Regions from separate parts of the Macaca mulatta genome. Here region 2 is linked to region 1. A link is a contact called in public Hi-C data. All regions are on one chromosome and are shown on one strand. Each heading gives the region's core, a stretch centred on a gene start, on an enhancer-like site or on the middle of the called end of the contact. The rest is flanking DNA. Distances are from core to core; before and after follow the strand shown. Region 1 holds the start of RUSC1 (RUN and SH3 domain containing 1). Region 2 holds the start of ENTREP3 (endosomal transmembrane epsin interactor 3).

The links. Hi-C and Micro-C count contacts between places; a contact is called where the count stands out from the background.
Region 2: a Hi-C map of blood shows a contact between it and region 1, with 4 times the contacts expected there. The contact joins the promoter of ENTREP3 here to the promoter of RUSC1 in region 1. A contact is called at or near these places in 4 of 14 Hi-C or Micro-C datasets (CD4 T cells, blood, fetal cortex germinal zone and 1 more).

Annotation. Positions count from the first base shown.
Region 1 is chr1:111,658,278-111,665,201 of T2T-MMU8v2.0, reverse strand. It overlaps RUSC1 (RUN and SH3 domain containing 1), which reads left to right and starts at 3,251. Exons shown (of 11, transcript XM_077942748.1): 1 at 3,251-3,343; 2 at 4,038-5,489; 3 at 5,761-6,086. FDPS (farnesyl diphosphate synthase) reads left to right here. Exons shown (of 11, transcript XM_077944131.1): 5 at 1-42; 6 at 188-310; 7 at 686-774; 8 at 867-939; 9 at 1,620-1,697; 10 at 1,803-1,937; 11 at 2,747-3,003. The coding sequence ends at 2,947. LOC144330930 (putative uncharacterized protein RUSC1-AS1) reads right to left here and starts at 6,171. Exons shown (of 2, transcript XM_077944818.1): 1 at 4,593-6,171; 2 at 2,929-4,045. The coding sequence starts at 3,915. The coding sequence ends at 2,929.
Region 2 is chr1:111,730,485-111,737,355 of T2T-MMU8v2.0, reverse strand. It overlaps ENTREP3 (endosomal transmembrane epsin interactor 3), which reads right to left and starts at 3,546. Exons shown (of 12, transcript XM_077943448.1): 1 at 2,747-3,546; 2 at 2,479-2,614; 3 at 2,163-2,273; 4 at 1,938-2,057; 5 at 1,704-1,811; 6 at 1-39. The coding sequence starts at 2,237. It overlaps SCAMP3 (secretory carrier membrane protein 3), which reads right to left. Exons shown (of 9, transcript XR_013397636.1): 5 at 6,744-6,871; 6 at 5,568-5,727; 7 at 5,355-5,404; 8 at 4,740-4,857; 9 at 4,045-4,485. It overlaps LOC144330979 (a long non-coding RNA gene), which reads left to right and starts at 807. Exons shown (of 2, transcript XR_013397748.1): 1 at 807-937; 2 at 1,115-5,261.

The DNA of each region.
Region 1 (6,924 bases), core at 2,002-4,501:
TCATCCCTCACCCGCCGTGGACAGATCTGCTGGTATCAGAAGGTAATGGTGGGCAGGAAAGTAGCAGTGGGTATGGGGACAGGCCACAGGGAGGTGGTATGTGCGGCCTGGTTGAGGTGTTGGGATGATGGCTCTTAGTATGAACCGAGACTAGAGATTGATTGCTTGTTTTTCTCTGTCATGATAGCCGGGTGTGGGTTTGGATGCCATCAATGATGCTATCCTCCTGGAAGCATGTATCTACCGCCTGCTGAAGCTCTATTGCCGGGAGCAGCCCTATTACCTGAACCTGATCGAGCTCTTCCTGCAGGTATTGCTGCAGACAGGGCCCGATGCCCAGAGGGTGCCCATGGTAGCCTTGGCCTTTATAGGACATGCTCATCTGGCTGGTTTCAGGGTACAGGATTGCAGGGTGCCTGGAAGGGAAAGAAAGCGAGGAAGGGAGTTGGGAAGCGGGGTGGTGGTAGTGGCAAGAAGGGGCTTCTCTGTCCCTGTGTAATTGGAAGAAAGGGTGATAAAGGACTGTGTATATGAATATAGGCCTTGAGTTTCGGGGCTTTCTCCCCTTCTGTTGCCTTTCTGATTCTGCCCAGTTGTCAGCTGGTATGGGATGTTGGGCTCAGGATACCAGGGTTTCGTATATCTTGAGAAAGCCTGGCTCATGGGCCGTCTTTGTCTTCCTTAGAGTTCCTATCAGACTGAGATTGGGCAGACCCTGGACCTCATCACAGCCCCCCAGGGCAATGTGGATCTTGGCAGATTCACTGAAAAGAGGTGAGTGACAGTGCGAACCATGTCTGGACAGCGAGGTAGGGCTCAGGATGTGCGTTGCCCTCCTGAGGAGTTTCTCTTCTCCCCCTACTCAGGTATAAATCTATTGTCAAGTACAAGACAGCTTTCTACTCCTTCTACCTTCCTATAGCTGCAGCCATGTACATGGTGAGTGAGCCTCCTCACCCCTCTCCTCTGCTAATGGGGGCTTTTGGACAGGAAGGCATAGAGCAGAAAACGTGAACACTGCTACCCCTGGTGAAAGGCTGTGTGACCTTGAGCAAGTCAGTCTCGCTGAGTCTCTTCCTCAACTGAGGATAAAATTCCTACTTCACAGGACTGTAAAGATTAAGCAAAGCAAGGGATATGAAAGTGCTTAGCACTTAATAGGGGAACAGTATATCCTGCATCTGAGTATGGATAGGAGTGTGGAGGAGATCAACCAGGTTGAGAGGGAAAAGAATGGATTAAGGGCAGTCAGTGGGATTAACTGTCTACCCTGACCTTGCTTCTCTACATTTCCTTTTCATCTTGAAAGAAGTTGGAGGTGGCAAAAATATTAGGAAGATGGATCAGAATGACTCGGGGACTGACATTTGTGAGGGAAGACAGGCTGTGCACCTCTAGAATGGATTCGTCTCTTTTATGACTCCCTGAAAGTCCTAGCCAAAAATAAGTGGGATTGAGGTTGAACCATCAATCAGGACTGTCTAGGTCAGGGAAGCCAAGATATCTGAAGAGAGAGGAGAGATTTGGGGCTGCAGTAGGGCAAGACCCCATGGGAGGAAGCAGCCAGGAAGATGCAGGCACCTCTGGGGTTTGGCTTATTAACCCACCTTTCCCTGTAGGCAGGAATTGATGGTGAGAAGGAGCATGCCAATGCCAAGAAGATCCTGCTGGAGATGGGAGAGTTCTTTCAGATTCAGGTAGGAAGGCAGGAGGCAGTAGCAGAGAACAGGCACCAGCTTCACTCCTCCTCTGCCTAGGAACCTCATCCTTCCTCCTTTGCTGCCCTCCCCCTTCCCGCCCAGGATGACTACCTTGACCTCTTTGGGGACCCCAGTGTGACCGGCAAAGTTGGCACTGACATCCAGGACAACAAATGCAGCTGGCTGGTGGTTCAGTGTCTGCAACGGGCCACTCCGGAACAGTACCAGATCCTGAAGGTGCCTGAGAGAGGGTGGTGGGTCCCTGAGCTGGTGGAAAGGGATAGAGTAGTGGTTCTCAATTGGAGGCAGTTTTTCTCCCGAGGGGACATTTGGCAATGTCAGCAGACATTTTTTGTCATCGTCATCACAACTCTGTGTGTGTGCATGTGGTACAGACATCTAGCTGGCAGGAGCCAAAGATGTTGCCAAACATGTAGCACACAGAACAGCTCCCCCAGACAGGATTATCTGGCCCCAAATTTCAATAGTGCCAAGGCTGAGAAACCCTGGAGTAGAGGACACCTGGTCTGAGGCAATATGTAGGGAATATTTGGGATAGGGAAGGGAAGCTTGGGATCCTAGCTACCTAGAAACACTTGAAAATTGGAGGGAGGAGGCCGGGCGCGGTTGCTCAAGCCTGTAATCCCAGCACTTTGGGAGGCCGAGACGGGTGGATCACGAGGTCAGGAGATCGAGACCAACCTGGCTAACACAGTGAAACCCCGTCTCTACTAAAAAACACAAAAAAATAAACTAGCCGGGTGAGGTGGTGGGCGCCTGTAGTCCCAGCTACTCGGGAGGCTGAGGCAGGAGAATGGCGTAAACCCGGGAGGCGAGCTTGCAGTGAGCTGAGATCCGGCCACTGCACTCCAGCCTGGGCGACAGAGCCAGACTCCATCTCAAAAAAAAAAAAAAAGAAAATTGGAGGGAGGAAAGGAGTGGGTGGCTTTGGAGATGTTCTGAAATATGAGAATGAGAGGAGTGGAGGGGTCCTGGAGGCTCTGGGGAAGGCCAAGCCCGTTTTCCTGTCTTCCAACCCCTTTTAGGAAAATTACGGGCAGAAGGAGGCTGAGAAAGTGGCCCGGGTGAAGGCACTATATGAGGAGCTGGATCTGCAGGCTGTGTTCTTGCAATATGAGGAGGACAGTTACAGCCACATTATGGCTCTCATTGAACAGTACGCAGCGCCCCTGCCCCCAGCCATCTTTCTGGGGCTTGCGCGCAAAATCTACAAGCGGAAAAAGTGACCTAGAGATTGCAAGGATGGGGAGAGGAGGCTCTCAATAAATAATTGTGTAACCTTTTTGTGGTTCTGTTCTTGCTCGGCGCAGCCAGAGTCTGGCTCTTTCCAGAATGTGCGGGGTGGGGTGCTGGGAGGACTCGCTGCACAGAAGCGGGACCCAGGGGCCTTGGCATCAGGGCCAAAAGCTTGGGATACATCAAACCCGCTAGGTGGGTGACACAAGACGCTAAGCGCTGGGGGCGGGTCTGAGCTACGCCACGCCCATGCGCGAAGGGGTGCAGATGCGCTGCGCAGAGTGGGTTGTGCTAGTGCCCCTCCCCTCCCGCTCTGTGCCCCGCCGGGCGGGGACCGTGGGAGCCGAGGACAAGCCCAAGGCCGGAGCGGTTCCAGGAGGACCCTGGTGAGGAGGGCTCGGCCCATGGGTGTAGGCCGATGGACCAGGGCACGAGGGGCGGGGCAGGACAAGGGAGCAGGAGAAATGAATAGAGAAGGGGTGCGGTGGTGACTGAACGATGGAGACGAATGCGGAGAGAATGGACATACCGCTGTTCTGAGGGGCGAGGGCGCAGGCTGGAGCCCGGCGGAGGCAGCCAGCAGATGTGGAGTTGACGAGCTGACGGCTGCTCCATCCTTTTCCTCTCCAGCTCCCACCCCTTTCCTGCATTCACCAGGCAAACTCTGCATATCGACCCACCCCCATCCCCCGCCTCCTTTCAGGGCATCTGGGTGGGTCTCCCTGGGTCCCTTCCTGTGGGAGTAAGGGGTAGGCAGGAGGGCAGGGCCAGATTGCGGCAGCAGGGACCCGGAGGTCCATTCTGGGCCCGGACCTCTTCCGGGCCCCCGCCCCCCTTCGGAAATCCAGAGCGCAGCCGCGTTCTCTGACCCTCCCGGCTCCATTCCCGGAGGGTTACATTCGACTCCACCTGCAAACACTGCAGTGGAAACTAATGGCCAGTCGATTGCGATTTGCATCTCATTGAAATATCTTCCAAAGCAGCCAGAGCCTTCAGGCCTGCTGCTGCCGTCAGTCACCTCAGTGTCCTTCCCGCAGCTCCTGTCCTCACTGGCTGGGCTTCGCCACCCCTGTCTTCTAGGTCTGCACCTGTGGTTGCCAGGTAGGTGGATGTGAGAGACCCTACCCTCCTGGTTCTCTAGAAGCCATCCCATCGCCGCTGGCACCATGCTGTCTCCTCAGAGAGCTTTACTCTGCAACCTCAATCACATCCATCTCCAGCACGTCTCCCTGGGCCTGCACTTGTCCCGCCGTCCTGAGCTACGGGAAGGGCCCTTGAGCACATCCCCTCCCCCAGGAGACACTGGGGGCAAGGAGAGCAGGGGCCCCTGCAGTGGCACCCTGGTGGACGCCAATTCCAACAGCCCAGCTGTGCCCTGCCGGTGCTGCCAGGAGCACGGTCCGGGCCTAGAAAACCGGCAGGACCCATCACAGGAGGAAGAGGGGGCTGCCTCTCCCTCAGACCCAGGCTGCTCTTCCTCGCTCAGCTCCTGCTCAGATCTTAGCCCCGATGAGTCCCCCGTCTCAGTCTACTTGCGGGACCTCCCTGGTGATGAGGATGCCCACCCTCAGCCCAGTATCATCCCCCTGGAGCAAGGTTCCCCACTGGCTTCAGCAGGCCCTGGCACCTGCTCACCGGACAGCTTCTGCTGCTCTCCTGATTCCTGCTCCGGAGCTTCTTCTTCACCCGATCCTGGCCTGGACTCGAACTGCAACGCCCTGACCACCTGCCAGGACCTCCCTTCCCCAGGCTTGGAGGAAGAGGATGAGAGCGCGGAGCAGGATCTCCCTACCTCTGAGCTCTTAGAGGCGGATGATGGGAAAATCGACGCTGGGAAAACGGAGCCCAGTTGGAAGATTAACCCAATTTGGAAAATTGACACAGAGAAAACTAAAGCTGAATGGAAAAACACGGAAAACAGTAACACTGGTTGGAAAAACAACGGGAATGTTAACTCTAGCTGGAAAAATGAACCTGAAAAATTCGACTCTGGTTGGAAAACCAACACAAGAATAACTGATTCTGGCTCGAAAACAGATGCAGGGAAAATTGATGGAGGATGGAGAAGTGACGTCAGCGAGGAGCCGGTGCCCCACCGGACAATCACGTCCTTCCACGAGCTGGCCCAGAAGCGCAAGCGGGGCCCAGGGCTGCCCCTCGTCCCGCAGGCCAAGAAAGATCGCAGTGACTGGCTCATAGTCTTCTCGCCCGACACCGAGCTGCCCCCCTCGGGGTCGCTGGGCGGCTCCTCGGCACCTCCTCGGGAAGTCACCACCTTCAAGGAACTCCGGTCCCGAAGCCGGGCCCCACCCCCGCCAGTCCCGCCTCGAGACCCCCCAGCTGGCTGGGCTTTGGTCCCGCCCCGGCCCCCACCCCCGCCTGTCCCTCCCCGAAGGAAGAAGAACCGACCTGGACTGCAGCCCATAGCGGAGGGGCAGTCCGAGGAGGGCCGGGCTGTCAGCCCAGCGGCTGGCGAGGAGGCCCCAGCCGCGAAGGAGCCGGGAGAGCCGGGCGCGCAGGCCGGCCTGGAGGGTAAGAGGTCGCAAGAAGCGGGAGGAGGGCTGGGCTTCGGCCGCTCACGCCTCCTAGGCTTCCAACCCGGCCCCCTGTCTTCCCTCCATTCTGTGTCACCCATCCTCCCCGCCCCTTCTACCAGGGAGCGCTCCGGGAAAGGGAAACTGGGTGGGTCATTGGGATATGGGACTAACTCTTTGCTCCCTCTTCTTCCCGCCCCTCCTTGCCTGGCTGCCCATCCCGCTGCCCTCCTTCCCTCTGCGCCTGGCCCCGCCAATCCCGCCTGCAGCCGGTCCCCTCCTGCTCCCTCGGCCCCTGGTTTTCCGGTTCTCGGCCGACGGGCGCCCCCTGTTGGAGGGTGGGGGCGCAGGCGCAGCTGGGTCTCTGCTCCTGGCTCCTCTGGCAGGGTGGCCTGGCGCTGGGCTGCGGCTGCTGGGGGCGCCGAGCCCCCCAGAGGAGCAGCTGCTGCCCGTCCGCCTGTCCCCAGTGGGAGCCTATTCGCCTCCGACTCGGGGAGCCTTGCCCTGCCTGGCCAGCCCCGAGCTGGCACTGCTGCTGTCCCCGCTCTTTCCCAGAAGTAGCACCTTCCCCGCCGCGGCTCCCCCACCCCGCCAGGTACCCGCCCCCCCGCTGCCACCGCAACCTCGTCCGCCGAAGGCCCCTCGCTGGACCAGGAGCCCATCGCCTCCGCCCAGGCTACGTAAGACGGACCCGGGCAAGCCCCGCGGGCCACGCCTCAGGCGGGCCGCCCCGCCCGCTCCAAGGCCCCTCCCACTATCGCCCGGCCCCATTTTCGCTTTTTTTCTGGGGTTGCCCAGCTTGGTCCCGCCCTTCCGTTTCGGCGGACTCCAAGCAAGTTCGTCGGTTTTGGGGAATCTGGCCCCGTTCCTAGTGCTGGAGAGGGGAAGTTGTTGCCTTTCCTGCTCCATGGCCCGGTCCCCTCTCCCTCCAGACCCGCCTGGGCATAATGGACACGGGTTTACCCAGCCTCCATGCCAAGCCTAGGGGGTCCCAGCGAGTCTGTTGTTAGGGACTTTGGGTCACACCCTCCGTGGAATTCCTTGGCCTGTGCATCTCGGGCCTGTCCCCCCACCTTGCTCGGGAGGGGTGGAGGGTGAAGCTCCCGGGAGCTCATTGGCACTAGAAGTTCTGGCCACGCCCTCTCCGCGAGTCCAGTCCCATGCGGGATGAAGAGGGCACCCTCCACCTAGAGACTGCTGCGCGACCCGGGTTTCCCCTTTCCGGCGCCTTCCAGCCTCCCAATCCTCGGGTCTCGCCTCCCTCCGTCTCCTCCCTTTCCCCTGTCTGTCTTTCCATTGGTCCACGCCGCCCACGTGCTCCCCGGGGCTCCGCAGGCTGGACTGGGCCCCGGGGCGGTGCGCAGGGCTGCACCTCCCTCCCGGCGCCCTGTCCTCTCCCGCCCTACAGGCCCTAGCGGGGCAGGCGGGAGGTG
Region 2 (6,871 bases), core at 2,297-4,796, 72 kb before region 1:
AGGTCCCAGTGGGCCTGAGACTGACCGCTCAGGGGCCAGCTGCTGGGGAAGCAAGCAGGTCAGCAAGTCTGGATGCTAGGAATATAGCTCCTTCTAGGCCCCCAAACTCCTCTCTCATCTACATTATTTTTTCTGGCCCTATCCCCTGAGAGAAGCTCTAGTTCTGGCTCCTCCCTCACCCCAAATCAGCTCTCCTTAACCCCACACTCACCCTGTACCTCTAGCTCTGGCCTTGCCCACCCACAAATTCCTCTTCTTTACGGCCCCTCCTCCATCCAGAAGCTTCACCCACTGTGTCTTCACAGGAATGTCCACCCTTTAGCCTCACCTCCATCTAGGACCTTCTTTTTTTTATTTTTGAGACAGAGTCTGACTCTGTTGCTGGAGTGCAGTGGCATGATCTCAGCTCACTGCAACCCCTACCTCCCAGGCTCAAGCGATTCCTGTGCCTCAGCCTCCCGAGTAACTGGAATTATAAGGGTATGCAACCATGCCCAGCTAATTATTATTATTATTATTTTGAGACGAAGTTTCGCTCTTGTCGTCCAGGCTGGAGTACAATGGCTCGATCTCAGCTCACTGCAACCTCCACCTCCCAGGTTCAAGCAATTCTCCAGTCTCAGTCTTCCGAATAGCTGGGATTACAGGTGCCAGCCACCACGCCCAGCTCATTTTTGTATTTTTAGTAGAGACAAGGTTTCGCCATGTTGGCCAGGCTGGTGTTGAACTCCTGATATCTGGTGATCCTCCTGCCTTGGCCTCCCAAAGTGCTGGGATTACAGGCATGAGCCACCAAGTTCAGCCTAATTTTTTTTTTTTTTTTTTTTTGAGATGGAGTCTTGCTCTTGTCGCCCAAGTTGGAGTGCAGTGGCACCATCTCAGCTCACTCCAGCCTCTGCCTCCCAGGTTCAAGCATTTTCCTGCCTCAGTCTCCCAAGTAGCTGGGATTACAGGCACCTGCCAGCACACTTGGCTAGTTTTTATATTTTGTTTGTTTGTTTTTTCAGACAGAGTCTCGCTCTGTCACCCAGGCTGGAGTGCAGTGGCACTATCTCAGCTTACTGCAAGCTCCGCCTCCCGTGTTCATGCCATTCTTCTGCCTCAGCCTCCCGAGTAGCTGGGACTACAGGTGCGTGCCACCATGCCTGGCTAATTTTTTGTGTTTTTAATAGAGACGGGGTTTCACCATGTTAGCCAAGATAGTCTCATTCTCCTGATCTCAGGTGATCCGCCTGCCTCAGCCTCCCAAAGTGCTGGGTTATAGGCGTGAGCCACCATGCCCAGCCCAATTTTTGTGTTTTTAATAGAGACAGGGTTTCGCCATGTTGCTCAGGCGGGTCTTGAACTCCTGGCCTCAGGTGATCTGCCTGCCTCGGCCTCTCAAAGTGCTGGGATTACAGGAATGAGCCACCGTGCCCAGCCTAGGACTTTCTTGACTCTACCCCACCATCCAGTCCCATTCTCTAAAGCCCCCTCTCCTGGTCCCAGATGGGCATCACATACTTAAGTCACTCCCTGCCATCTCCCCTTCTCATCCTCCCCATTAAACATCCATTCCTCCAATAGATGAGGATAATAGATAACCCATAGCCCCTGGTGCTCAAAAGCCAGATCTGTAGCCATTGTTCCCTCAGGCAAGTCTCAGCACACACACCCCTGCCCCTACCATACCTGCGTGGCCCTGGCCCCTGCTCCCCTCTCACCGTATGCACGAGGTCCAGGGAGAAGATTTGGATGCAGCAGACAATAGCAGAGAGGGTACAGATTATAGCGGCACAAATGGTGAGCCCACAGACGCTGAAGAGCAGGTTCTGGGGAAGGGAAAGGAGGAGAGGAATCAGGAGAGGGCTAAGTCCCATACATTATGGGCCTGTGAGTACCCCAGGAAGGGAGGCAAGAGTGAGAACCAGGAGGATGTTTGTGGGGTACAAGCTCACCTTGAGGGCCCCTCGGGCTTCATCACAGGTGGAGTTAGGGGCAACTTTCAGTTCCTGCCCCGACTCTGGACAGGGCCGGAGGAGGGGAACAGAGGGACAGCACACACAGACCTTTCCTTCCTGAGTGGAGCAGGGAGGGTGAGGCAGCCTGAGTCAGGACAAACTCAGGTGTCCTGCACACCTCCCCAGGCCAGTTCTTTCCAGCTCTCCCTCCTCAAATCTCACCAGAGAGCACTGTTGGAAGTCTCGGGCCAGTTGAGCATTCTTACAGGACAGTACAGAGCCAGCCATGCTAAGCATGACACAGAGCACCGAAAGCAAGGAGAAGAAGGAGATCTGGGGAAAACAGGGTGCAGACTCAGGGCTGGGACCCTCATGACTACTACTCTGCCACGGACAGAGTCCCCCTCCTTCACAGACACTTCGTGCCCACCCAGCTGGCACCAATTGGGGAGCCAGTTCCCTTCTTGAGGGCATAAATGGGCTTCCCCTTGGGTGCTGGGCACCTGCCTCCCAGTGGGCACTGGACCCTGGCACCTACCACTAGAGTGAATGGCCGCTTCCAGGACACAATGCCAACCACCCCGGAGAACGCCAGCTGGGGACAGAGTGGGCACAGGCTCAGCCTGGCAGGGGAGGCTCCTGAGTGAGCCCCTCACCACAGGATGCACCCAGCCCTGTAAGGAGGCAGAGGACCAGGAGAGGGAGGAGAGGCGAGGATGTGGACTTGCAGCTGGTGTGGAGGGTGGGGCCCGAGGAGCCTCCCCCACCCAACAACTGTGCACCCAACAACTGTGCACCCAACTCACCGAGAACCCAGCCCAAGACGGGCAGGACCTCTTGATGCTCTCAGTGGTGGTGACGGAAGAGGCCACCATGCTGAAGGTGACCACCAGGATGCCCAGGAGCACCTGGACCAGCCCCAGCGTAAGCAGGGCCTGAAGCCAGGGTCGGTGGAGGCGGAGGTGGGTAAGGCCCCTGGTGCTGGGCCGGCTGGTCAGCGAGCGGCTGGAGTCACTAGGCGAGGGCATCATGCCTGCTGCCCGGTTGCCTGCGCCTCGCTCGGCCCTCCCTGGCACTTGGGAGCATCTCAGAGGTGCCCAAGGCCCCGTCCTTTCTCCTCTCCACCTCCCTCGCTCTACAGCCCACCCCCTGGCTGGGTCCCCTGGGGCATGGCCGAGGGACGCCAGCTGTGGGGGAAGCCAAGGGAGGGGCGTCACGGAGGGACCGCGGAGTGCTCCCTCCCCACCACGGGCACTGGACGGGCACCGTGCCCCGGGCGACGATGAGGACGCGGGGGCACCGGCTCATCGCATCTCCCTAGGAAACAGGGGCACCGAGAAGGGCCAGTCCAGGAGTGAGGAGGGGGCGGCGGCTCAGAGCCCAGGGAGGGATGGAGAGGGTAAAAGTGGGAAGGATGGAAAGAAGTCTAGAGAAGAGGGGAGGGGTCGGTGTGCCCTCAGGGTGTCCAGTGGGATCCGGGGCCGCCTGGTGGGGAGAGGCCGCGGCGCCGCTGTCTCCTGTGTCGCTTGTCCCGCTCGCCTCCCCACCACGCTCCGCTCCCTGAGCTCCGGCTGCCGCAGGTCGGGGACTAGAGGGGGATGGGAATGGGGATGGTGCGGGATGGAGGGGCGTGGCGGCGAGGGCCGGCGCGGTGCACCCCGGGAGTTGTAGTTCGGGACTGAGACCCTGTCAGGGGTTGGGGTTGGGGGGATCCCGCGGCAGGGCTAGGCAGTTGGATCTACCTCCACCGGTCGCTTCCTCTCTCTGGACCCTGGCTAGGCTGCTAATGATCCTTTGGGCGTCCACTTGAGCCCCACCCAGCTTTTCAGGCTCCAGGCCCGCGTATTCCTTGGCATTCCCGGCAGAGGCGGTGGCTCTTCCCCGTCATTAATGGAGAGGGGTGGGGAGCAGGGCTCCCTGGCGTCTCCCGGTTTCGCGTTTCCGTGGACTTCCCACCTCCTTCCTGCGCTAGCCACCGGGGCTCCACCGCCCTGCCCCTCCTATCTCCCAGTTTACACTAAAGCCGGGTCCGACCTTCCCACCTCACTCCACACTCTCCTCTTTCATAAGGCCTAATTCCCAATGAAGATTCAGGAAACGGGGATGTCAGTTCCAGTTCCACTTTCTTTTTATTTAAATAACCGAAGCAACAGCTGTGGCACAGCAAAGGGAAGCTGGGTTGGGGCGTGTGAGAGGTGGCAGCAGTGTGGCCTGATGGGGGGACTAGGTCACAGTGGACTCTCCACACGCCTGTCAGGTTCAGCAGTCATGGCCATTGGATTGGGAGCACTACGGAGGAGCCATCAGGTACTGATGTCTCTCCAAGTCCCAGAGACCTTAGGGACGGGAGCTAAGTCAGCTCCCTCAAGTGGCAGGGCGAGGGCATCCCAGTCAGGGGTCACGGGGCCCGGAAGGCATTTTCAGCAGCCCCAGCAGCTGCATTGGCAGCTGCGGTTCGCACCGCAGGGTTGGAGAAGACACCAGCAGCAAATTCTTGCTGGGCCTTCTGAAAGCTGGCACCTGTGCGGCGGTATAAGGAGTGGATCTGCAAGTAGAGGACAAAGACATTGCAGCACATTCCAGCCACTGGTTCCCCACCCCAGCCTAACAGCATCACTACCACTCAGCAGCCTGCTGCCCAGCATACACACTCACACACAGAAACACACACCCCAGAGGTCCATTAGCTGAGAACCACCCAGCAGCCTGACCTGTGCTGGTTGCTCCTGAATGTTCCACCCAGGCCCCTGGGGACCCATGATCTCACCCTCCCAGCCCCACCTTCAACACAGCCCTCACCCGTTTCAGCATGACAATTCCTAGCACAGCAATGCCAGTGAAGAGCAGGGCGACCAGCAGCATGAGCACGGCTACTGCTGTGTTGGCCTTCAGCACCACCAGAGCGGAGATCCAGCCACTGTAAGGAGGGGAAGGAGGTGCCAGTGAAGTGGGGCTCCTCAGCTTCTCCACTGGTTATGCCACCAACATCCCCTGTTCCTACCCTTCCCATCAGTAGTGGCTCCCCTGTCAATCTGGCAGTATTCCAAGCACCACAATCCCAAACTATATCTACTCTCTTCATAGTTTAATTCCAGTTTCTGAACCATTAGCCCTGAGCTCTCCAAGCTCTTCCAGGCACTCGTCTGGGGATTCTTCTTCCTCCTTTCAACTATGGTTCTGTGTCTCCTCCAGGAGGCCACCTAGGATTAGCCAAATGCAGCATTCTTCCCTTCAATCTACATGAGTCAAGAGTGCTATCTGCGCTCTATCCTGGAAGTATGTCTTATATCCCATTAAACTAGTACCTCCCAAGGATTAAAACCACATTTCCTTTTTCTGAACAACTCCTATCTCAGCACCCAGTGCTGGCTTGGTCTAGAGGGAAAGGTGAGGGTGGATGACAGCCTCACAAACCTGAATCCCCAACCTGGGATACCAATGGCCTGGAGGACAAAGAGCACATCCTGGACGAAGAAAATGAAGAAGAAAACGAAGAAATTGAATGAACTGTCACTCCTACAAAGAGGAAAAAAATGGGGAGGGTGGGAGAAGAATTAGAACTGAAGGATGGGCAGATGTGGGGCCCATCCCAGGTCTCCATCATTCTCCCACCACTAACACACTTACCGGAAAGCCTTATACATGGGGCGGTACCAGCAGACAAAGGAGCAGGGCGTGAAAAGGAGGACCCAGAGGATAGAAAGCCCAAAGCCTGCGCCATTGTTGGTTTCCACACAGAAGCTGGCCAGGCAGGCGAGGAAGTTCAGGAGAAGAGCCAGCGTGCTGCCTAAGGGGCAGAGGGACAGGATGAGGAGTCCTTCTGGACTGCAATGAAGACTCCTTCTCATCTATGCTCACCCTGTAACTAATTCACCAAACATGGCAGAGCAAAGAAAGGAAGGCAACTGTGCCTTCATGGAATCCTTAACAGGGGAGATGGAGAAAGCAAATCTCAATAATGTGTGATCCCCTTGCAAAGACTTTTTTTTTTTTTTTTTTTTGAGACAGAGTCTCGCTCTGTTGCCCAGGCTGGAGTGCAGTGGCGCAATCTCAGCTTACTGCAAGCTCCGCCTCCCAGGTTCACGCCATTCTCCTGCCTCAGCCTCCCGAGTAGCTGGGATTATTAAACCCATCTCTATTAAAAATACAAAAAATTAGCTGGGCGCCCGCCACCACGCCCAGCTAATTTTTTGTATTTTTAATAGAGATGGGGTTTCACCGTGTTAACCAGGATGGTCTCAATCTCCTGATCTTGTGATCAGCCCACCTCGGCCTCCCAAAGTGCTGGGATTACAGGTGTGAGCCACCGCGCCCGGCCTTTTTTTTTTTTTTTGAGACGGAGTTTTCCTCTTGTTGCCCAGGCTGGAATGCAACGGCATGACCTCGGCTCACTGCAACATCCACTTCCCCGGTTCAAGTGATTCTCCTGCCTTAGCCTCCCGAGTAGCTAGGATTACAGGCATGCGCCACCACGCAAGGGTAATTTTGTATTTTTAGTAGACAGGGTTTCTCCATGTTGGTCAGGCTGGTCTCAAACTTCTGACCTCAGGTGATCCACCCACCTTGGCTTCCCAAAGTGCTGGGATTACAGGCGTGAACCACCATGCCCAGCCCAAAGACATCTAAAGAATTCAAAATATATTCATGCATAGGGACAATAAAAAGTGGGGAGAGGGCAGGAACATTTGCTAGCAGGCTGCTGAGTTCTAAATAGAGGTGAAGTGTTTGGTTCTTGGTGAGCGGACCCCAGAGCAGTTAAGAGATCTACCTGTAACTTCCTCCAAAAGGCTTCTCACTACTCACACATCCAGAGGTAGTACATGGTAGATACAGTCTTCTGAAATTCTTGGGGGATCTCCATGGAGATGTCCTGGAAAAAGCAGGGCTGAACTGGACAAAAAGAAGGTAGAGGGGGCCAATTGTTCTGTCGA